2 separate regions of the Mus musculus genome follow, and region 2 is linked to region 1. A link is a contact called in public Micro-C data. All regions are on one chromosome and are shown on one strand. The core of a region is the stretch at or near the end of the contact, and the rest is flanking DNA. Distances in the headings are between cores, read along the strand shown.

Region 1 (4,443 bases), core at 820-3,319:
TTTTGTTTTTTTCGAGACAGGGTTTCTCTATATAGCCCTGGCTGTCCCAGAACTCACTTTGTAGACCAGGCTGGCCTCAAACTCAGAAATCCGCCTGCCTCTGCCTCCCAAGTGCTAGGATTAAAGGCGTGCACCACCACGCCCAGCTCAAAGAAGGCTTTTTAAATCAGCTGTCAACAAAGCAGATTGCCTGGCAGAGGTGGCTAGGCCTTTAATCCTAGCACTCAGGAGGCAGAGACAGTAAAATCTCTGAGTTCAAGCCCAGCCTGGTCTATAGAGCAAGTTCTGGAATGGCCAGGGCTACACAGAGAAACCATATCTCAAAAAGAAGACAAGACTCAGAGATCAAGACTAGAGAGGTTAAGAGAATTTTCTGCTTAGTTCAGTTCCTAGCACCCAGATCTCTAGCACCAAGGTCCGGGGACTCACAGTGGCCTTGAACTCCAGCTTGAGGTTCCATCACCCTCTTCTGGTCTCTGCCCACACATCTGCACTCACACATGTACATGAAACTAAATAATAGAGTCTTAAAACAAAACACAGACTTCATTGAGAGTTAAACAAATGGAATAAATGATACATAGTAGATGAAGATGAAATTTTAAATTTGGCAAAAGGCAGCAGGGAAAATATTTTTTAAAAAGACCTTCCAGGATTTGGGCATCTCATCCCTCCTCTCGTGAGTGCAGACAGAATGCAGAGAATTCTGGGTATCGGTCTCCATCCTACTGTTGGGAAGACACAGACAAGGGCATTTTGGGTGGCAATGTCCAACACTTTTGAGAACAGTAGGAGTCTATTCTGGGTAGCCACATCCACCCTGCCTCTGAACGATTCAGAGTGCATTCTGGGTAGCAACACTCATCACCCTGAGAAGACTCCGTGTTTGTGAAGCTCTTCTCACACCTCAGCCTCCTTCATACCCCAGAACTCCCAGCCGTGACTAGAAGATTGGGGGCTACAGTTGTCCCAAGATGCTCACTTTCTGTCTCTCAGGTTGGGTCTAGCTTTTCCCGAAACCCAATGACTGATAACCTTCCTCTTGCTCCAGATGACCCACTCCAGCCCACAGTGACTCAGATAGGAGCTTGTAGTCATGGGTGTCTTTCCTGTCACGGAAGAAAGAGACAGTGGTCTCATTGTTTGGATGACACAGTCTTCTGGGTGGGAATATGCTGGGGTTTTTGTTGTTTGTTTGTTTGTTTTGTTTTTTGTTTGTTTTTGAACCCAGAGGCTTTGGGGATAAGAGCAGGAGGTCACGGGTGGCCCTGGGTATTTATTTGAAAGCCATTGGGATAATTGTGAATCATTCTTTAGTGACTCACTCTTGTTATTGTGAGAGAGAAGTTTGTCTTGACCACCCCCCACCCCCACCCCCAGCTCCCAGTTCTCGTCTCAGTTGTGACAAGATACACCAGTTCTTCCAAAAACAATGGTTCATAGCTGTGTGTAAACTGGTATCACCTTGCCTGGGAACCTTCATTCTCAAGGAGCAAGCAGTGGGAGGCACCCAAGACAGAAATGCTCAAGGAAGTCTTGGAGAAGTCTAGACAGCTCACCATGAACTTCTCAGAATGTGTTCAGACAGTTGGCCTCCTCCCAGAGACCCCTCTGCTACCCCAGGGAAAAATCTACCCGGAAAGCACAAGGGGCTCCCTCAGATGAGGGCAGCCACCCCAATCAGACCTCAGGACCAACTGTCATGTCTTACCAAAATAGGCGTTAAAAGCCGTGATAAGGGGAAGGCTTGTAATGACAGCCTGAGCCTCCTTTCATCCAAATCTCTAGAATCTCCTAGACACACTAATTACCCCTCCCTGCCCTGGGAGGAGGAGGAGCCTGCGCTTGTTACCCTGGCAGGACATCTCAGCTCCCTAAGAACCAACACTGACCTAAACCCAGGAATGGCATGGGGTCCACCCTCAACCCTGTCAGTGTGGTTCTTATGAAGGTTCCTTATCCCGAATTCACTATGTTAAAAATGACAGAACTGGGGTTGGCAAGATGGCCCAGTGGATAAAGGCACTTTGCCTCCAAACCTAACCACCTGAGTCTTATCTCCAGGACTCACGTGGTGGAGAGAGCCAGCAGGTTGCCCTCTGGCCTCCACACATGCAGCAAGGCACGTGCTCCCTGCCCCAAAGAAAGTTCAGTAACTTTTTTTTTTCCTTTTAATGGAAGAAATAAGGGCTGGAGAAACAGTTCAGCAGTTAGACTCTCGCTCTGCGATCATGGGGATAGGGGTTTGGATCTCAGCACCTACATAAAAGCTAGGCATCCCCCCAAAAGCCTGAACCCCAGTTCTGAGTGAGGCTGGAGGATGGCTGGGGTTCACTGGCTTCCAGCCTAGCTGAGGTTCAGAGAGCCCATGCCTCACAGGGACAGGCAGACAATGTCCCCAGGAACTCACAGGTGCCTCTTCCAGCCTCCCAGAATGTACAGGCACACACACCACATATACTCAGACACTTAGGTACCATGAACACACAAATAAGTAAAATAGAATTAAAAAAAAAAACGACAAATGGGGTAAATGGTAATATGTAGTAGTGCCCTGTGAGTTGCCAGTCATTGAAGATGTGGTGTGAGGGTGCCATCTGCCTCAGGAGAGCTGTGCTCCCAATTTGCAGGTCAGCTGCTTGGCATTGTGGGGTAGGAGGGAGACTGCTCAGCCCACAGGCTGCTAGCCGGAGCTCCTATACATGTAAAAACATCTAGCCACAGATTTCAGGACTCTCTACAGAGTAGAATGTGAGGTGGCATAGAATGGTGAGTAGAATGGGGAATATAACAAAATTCCTGTCCCTGGAACCCATCCTACCTTCCTGGACAGCCCTTGGGCTGTGACACCATGAGCCTCACTTCCTGGACAGTGGTGCTTGCCCAGGCTTAGTTGAGATTTCTGAGGACTTGACAGCATGGGAGGAACAACATTGGTTGTCCTAGATTAATACGTTATCCTGTTGAAACCCCGCAGTGGTTTCTGAGATCTGTCTAGGAAAGCCAACTTGTTCTAACCTCAGTCTGGTCAGGGACAATGACAGTCACTTAAAAATATTGAGGGGCAGGATGGGGGGTGACAACTAGGACGGGAAGTCTTTTCTTTCTTTGCTATTGAAAAGATTGACAGTAATGTGTGGTGGGCAGAACCCTGCAGGCCGGCCTGTGAATAAACTTGTTCTTGGGGCTTCCACACTCATTTCAAGGTCACTGGGAGGAGGCAGTTCCAAAGGGGGCTGTGTTATATAGGAGGGTCAGGCAAAGGGTAGGTTAATAGCACACAGAAACACAGGCTGTGTGCGACCCAGCATGGTGTCCTGAGCCTAGCAGGTGGGCTTGACTAGGTAATTAAGGCCAGATCCAAAAGATATCTTTGCAAGGCATGTGACGTGAGAGGTGTGTGGAAATTAGCATTTCTTTGGGGACATTTCTGCATGGATGGGTGAGTGTGCCCCCTGGAGGCAGTGCAGTGAGTTCTCCAAGGACACGGCTGTTTCCCTCATACATGGTAGCAAAGTTTGTCCCATTCACTGGGCATGAGAGTTAATTTTACCCATTATGTCAATTTTCTGCAAGACAAATTGCTGTCGAATATTCTGTGTAGCTAGTGAGAATTGAAGATGGAAGGCAAGATTTTTCAAAAATCCTTTTGTGGTTCATATGCAGGGTTGGGCCAGGCTTGAACAGATGCAATTTAATGCTCGACAGGACTCCCAGACTCCTTTTTTCTTTTAAGTCTTTGTTGATGTACACCCAGGGGTGCTTGTGGCATGATAATAACAATAACTAACACACATTTCCTGTTCCACTCTATTCTGTGAGCTCAGAACAGCCCAGTGTGTTTGGTATAGTAGAATCCCAGTGAGATGGGAACCATTGTTAGCCTTGCTTTACAGGGGAGACAGTGGTTGGTCTGGTAATATTCATAGATAGGAGAAGAATTTTGCAGGGCCAGAGCAAGAGGCCATGCCAGAAAACCCCACCACCCACAGTGGGAGAGAAAAAAACTGCCACAGTGACCTCCAACAGTCTCTCAGAAGCAAGCCCAGTGTCAGGGACACGGCCAACCTACGTGATGTGGGGACCATCACGAGTAGTATTCTCAAATGCAATCCGTGGGGGAAAATGTATCCAAGGGTTGGGTCACCCTGGTTGTCATGAGAGGCATTTGTGTGACCCTCCAGGAAGGAGCAAGAGAAGGGCAGTGACAACAGAGTCGGGGGCGACCCAACACTGCTTCTCATCTGTGCAGTCACCCATCCTCAGCCAGCACCAGGGAGCTCTAGATGGCTCACCATGAAGACTGTGACCAGGATCCAGAGCCACTGCTACCTTTGGATCATGGTAGTGACTCCTGGTATGTGTAGATCAATATCATAAGATCAATATAATCAGCAGGCTCTGAGCTTTCTTTGCCAATTGACTGTCCTACATCAGAGAAGG
Region 2 (4,490 bases), core at 236-2,735, 90 kb before region 1:
AAGACAGAGTGAGGTGATTGCCCTGCCCCAGTGGAGCCAGAGTGCTCCTGCCCCTGTCAGCCCATCCCACTGTGCCGTATCCATCCATCTGTGCCTGGCTCTCTGACCCTTTGTTTAAGCCTAAAACCTTGGGTTGGAGGCACGAAGCTGGCCTGTTGAATGACTAGGCTAAGCAGCCATAGATAAGAACCTATGCTTGGGTAGAAATTCAAGTAGATGTATCTGTTACCTGGAATTTGTGTCGCTTGATATAGAAAATCATGACTCAGGTTCTCCTTGCGGGTGGGTTGTGGAACTGGCCTGCCCAGTGACCCCCAACCTGCCCCAGGAAAGTTTTTGTTTCCACAGTCTTGGCTCTCTGGGATTGCTCTAAGGAGAGCTGAGTATATTCCATGGAAGCCAGTGTGACCAGTGTGTGCTTGGGCTCTTTAAAAAAGGAGGTACCCTGTAGATCTGCTGTCAAAGCATCAGAGGAGCTCCTGCCAGGTCTACTTCGTATTATTTCTTCCCAGGTCCAGGGAAGAAAGGATCTACCTGGTCCAGGTTGCCTAAATACACAAGCTCAATTGTTCCCCACAATGCTCCACCCCGTTTTCTAAGCCCAGCTAGGTGCCCCCACTTCTTGCCATGTGCCGTCACTCCTGCAGGCAGGGCCTTTGACTTCCCTGAGCTACCGGATGCTCATTAGTGCCAGGGCCAGTGCTAGATCCCACTTGGCTCATGCACACAGACCATCTGGGGTTCCCAGTTTCTCTCTCCCTCTCACAGCCCAGACCCTGTTCTCCATAGTCTCAGATTTATTAAAGCTACTCAGTTTTTCCCTGTGTCAAAGGTCAATCAAATGTTTGCAGTGTACTTTGAGCTGTTTAGAGTTTAGATCCTAATACATGCCTAAAACTGACATCACAGTCCTGGGGTCGGCAGAGTCGACCCGACTGCAAAAAGAGGTGGTGCATTCTGACTGGCTGGAAACCTCCCAAGGTAAATTAAACAGGGAAACATAGCTAATGAGGAAAGTTGGAGAGGTGCTTGCAGGAGACCCACCAGTCCCATTGAGACGCTTCCATTCTTAAGGACACTTGTAAGCCAAGATACATTGCATGCCACAAAGACCCCTGGTCCTTGTCCTGACCTCTCACCCACTCAGCAGCCCAACTCACTCTGCTGCTTGCTGAGGCTTGCCTGCCGAGTACACACACCACATACAGGCCTGACAACATAGCTCTGGCTCAGTCAGTTACTTGCCAGGATATAGAGCTGTGTGTGTGTCCTGGGGCGAGGAAGGCCCTTGGCAAGGCCTATCTACAAGATCTGTGCCATGCCCTTCCCTGCCAGGAGGGAGCCCATCTCTAGATCTCTTCCGCACAGTCAAGCTTATCAAAGACCTGGGATGGGTCCTGAGTCAGGCTTCCTCTTCCTCCGGGGCCTCTCCAGCCACCCCCATCTGAGTTCCTGGAACTACAAGGCAGCAGTGCTGGCTGGAGTCCCCAGTTGCTGAGTCACCAACAAGATTTCCTAGGGCCGAGCTGGGAAATGGCAAAGACACTGTACCAAGATGAGTGCTCCAGAAACCAGTACCAGCTGACTGTCGGTTCAGGCCTTAAGGTGTCTCCGGAAGAGATCCTAGAAGGATGAAGAATAGCATGGGGGAGTGGGCCAGACACAAGGTAGGGGCTCAAGTGGCCAAAGTTATAGTACCAACCATGTAGCCCAGGGCCTCGGAGCCTGAAACAGGCAGAGAATGAGGCAGGAGAGAAAGACAGGAAAAATAATAGGGACCTGTGAAGGGAAAGGAGCCCCTTACTCCAGAGCCAGGAGCTTCCGGCCAGGTGGGAAGCACAATGGCCAACATCTACTGGGAAGGTTTAAAACATAAGTAAATAAAGTAATAAGCCAGACTTAAGGCCTGAACATGTATGACTTTGGGCAGGGCCTATTACTCTTCTATTTTCTGGGAATCTCAAAAGAGACATTTATTTACAATGGCGATAGTCTACCTTCCTATAGCCCTGTGATCTAGACTTTTTCTAGTGATAGCCTACCTTTCTATAACCCTGTGATCTAGACTTCCCTTTCTCAAGTGTGATCTTGTCTTCGGGAACCACTGGTGACCTCACTCTGGTTCCTTCGCCATCCTTTGAAGATAACAACTTCTAAACCACCCAAATCCTTCCTATGACTACTGTAAAAAACAATGAAGGGGGCTGACTTTCAGAGAAACCCATACACTCATTCTCTGACGTGTTTTATTTTGTGATATGTCTTAACCATATTGCTTTAAAATCTATATTTTGAAATACCTTTGAAAACATCAGTCCTGCTTCATCCTGCCTCACCCAGAAATTCTTTCCATTGCCAAAGCCAAGGATCTGGCTTTACCTGAATTGAAAAATGAAGGGACTCTTTCGGGCTGCTGCTGTGACAGTGACAGTTCTTATGTCCTTGCTACTACAGAGAGAGTACACTTGCTGCCAGCAGAGCTGGAAGCCATTGCTAGTCTGTGAGGCCCACAGAGATGGTATGAGTCCTTTCCCCACTTGTGTGACCCACTGGGACATCTCAGTCTTCCTGGCCTGTGGCAGTCCAAATCATCCTTGGAGCCTAACACTGACCAACACAGTTAGCCTATTGGTAGCCTCGTGCTAGCTGGGCATATTCCCTTCTTGGTGGCTAGCCCACATGCAGATATGTCACCTGGCCAGGGGCTTAGAAGTTCTCAGGAGTGTGCAAACAGTCCCTGAACTCTGCTCCATTTCCCAAGTGAGTGGTGACAACTCCCCAAGGCTCAGGACACCCAGGCACCACCCTGCGGAAGGAGTTTCTCAGGCCAACACAGATGCAAATGTAACTTGGCAGGATTAATGTCAATGCAGTATTAGCCTGGGTATGAAAGCAACTGGGAGGAAGGGATAAAAGCATGGTCATAGAGAGGAAGAAGCAATGCCTAGGTCACCAGCTAGCTCAGTGGGTCCATTTAACACTGCAGACGGACAGGGTCCCAAGTGAGAGGCAGGAGTGACCCAGAGAGAAAAGGGAAAGAGCAGGTGAGAAAAGCCCAGGGCTGGAAGGAAGAAGGGTGTGCATGAGTGTGTGTGTGTGTGTGTGTGTGTGTGTGTGTGTGCATGAGTGTGTGTGTGTGTGCATGAGTGTGTGTGTGTGTGTGCATGAGTGTGTGTGTGTGTGCATGAGTGTGTGTGTGTGTGTGTGTGTGTGTGTGTGGCTTGCTGCCTTTTACCAGGACGCCCTAACCAGCAACCCCCTCCCCTTCCTGCCAGGGCTTCTTCCCACTGGCAGTGCACCCTTGCATGGTCATCTCAACCCCACAGGGGTTTCATTACTGTACCAATGACAGAGGCCACTCTTGGTACTCAGTGGGTAGGCCAGGGATATTAAATTTCCAAAATGCATGGGGCTTTCCTCCTCTTAGGATACAGTTGGAGCTTCTAGCTAAGATACTCTAGACCCCAAAGGGGAAAATTTCTTCACCCCAGGCCAGTCAGCCCCCAACTGTGCCTGAGCAGTAGCAGCCAACAGGGAGGGGAAAGGAACTAGGGACAGTCACATAGCTGACAAGTCCTTCATCAGAGACTGGCAAATGGTCTTCCAGAGGCTAGACTGGCACTATGGAAAGCCTGCCCTGGAGGGTGTGGGGTGCTCTTATTCCAGCTAACTCTGATCCCATCCCATGTCCGTCTATCTGCATTTGTTGGTCTGTTTTTATTTGTTTGTTTGTTTGTTTTTTCCATGAACCAGAGGCATCTCAGTTGAACAGCACAAAGCCTGCCTGGATAGTATGGAGGTTGACCTGCCACGAACAAAGGCCATTCTGGAGTGCTATCCCTCAGCATCTTGAGGGACAGAGCATTCTACTCTCCTGGTCCACAGCTTAGCTTGGGGGCCCCTGATGTATTTTCCTCAGGCTACTTGGGTTGTCATGTCTCCAGGTCTCATTGCTGGGCCCTGAAGACACTGGTAGGGAGTTGGTCACGCTGCCCACTCAGCTTGGGGCAGACGACCATGTGATTTTTGTTAATGTCAGTTTAGAATATCAAGAAAGAAAGAAAGAAAGAAAGAAAGAAAGAAAGAAAGAAAGAAAGAAAGAAAGGAAGGAAGCAAGCCAGCCAGCCAGAGCTACAGTTAGAATCCTCATGTTTTTGGAAGACATCGTGGAAGATGGGGTGGGAGCACCCTGCCCGCCCTCCATCGTCTCCACAGTCACCCCCTCAGCTTCTGTTGGGAAAGAGCAGAGAGAAGGAGGAAAGGGAAATCAAATATTTGCTGCTGGGCTGATTGCAGTCTCACGATAGCAGGGAGCTCATAGCAGCAAGGAGGGAAGGAGACAGGACTCTATGTTGAAACCCCAGAGGAGGGTGCCATGGGACAAGGGTATTGGATCATCCCTATTCAGGGCACTATCAAGTCCAGCCTAAGCCAGACCTCATTTCAGAGAAGCTGATGAGGTGAGGGCACTTCAAGCTTGGGTAACCGAG

The links. Hi-C and Micro-C count contacts between places; a contact is called where the count stands out from the background.
Region 2: a contact with region 1 is called in a Micro-C map of the G1E-ER4 cell line, with 2.8 times the contacts expected there. The contact joins two enhancer-like sites. A contact is called at or near these places in 1 of 15 datasets of contacts at CTCF or cohesin (the G1E-ER4 cell line), 19 of 484 Hi-C or Micro-C datasets (the G1E-ER4 cell line, the HL-1 cell line, effector CD8 T cells and 13 more), 4 of 115 datasets of contacts at active chromatin or transcription factors (embryonic stem cells, large pre-B cells and pancreatic cancer cells) and 2 of 9 other capture datasets (embryonic stem cells and pancreatic islet).

What each region holds. Positions count from the first base shown.
Region 1 is chr6:86,127,662-86,132,104 of GRCm38.p6, reverse strand. It overlaps the pseudogene Gm19596. Among named protein-coding and RNA genes, the nearest start is that of Tgfa, 65 kb to the left of the region's middle. Within about 2 kb of position 2,069, at least 20 of the 459 cell types and tissues checked have an H3K27ac peak or open chromatin away from gene starts, as enhancers often do. A contact at or near this core is called in the G1E-ER4 cell line, where this site is marked.
Region 2 is chr6:86,216,551-86,221,040 of GRCm38.p6, reverse strand. The region is part of intron 1 of Tgfa (transforming growth factor alpha); the gene reads right to left. Among named protein-coding and RNA genes, the nearest start is that of Tgfa, 24 kb to the right of the region's middle. Within about 2 kb of position 1,485, at least 70 of the 459 cell types and tissues checked have an H3K27ac peak or open chromatin away from gene starts, as enhancers often do. A contact at or near this core is called in the G1E-ER4 cell line, where this site is marked.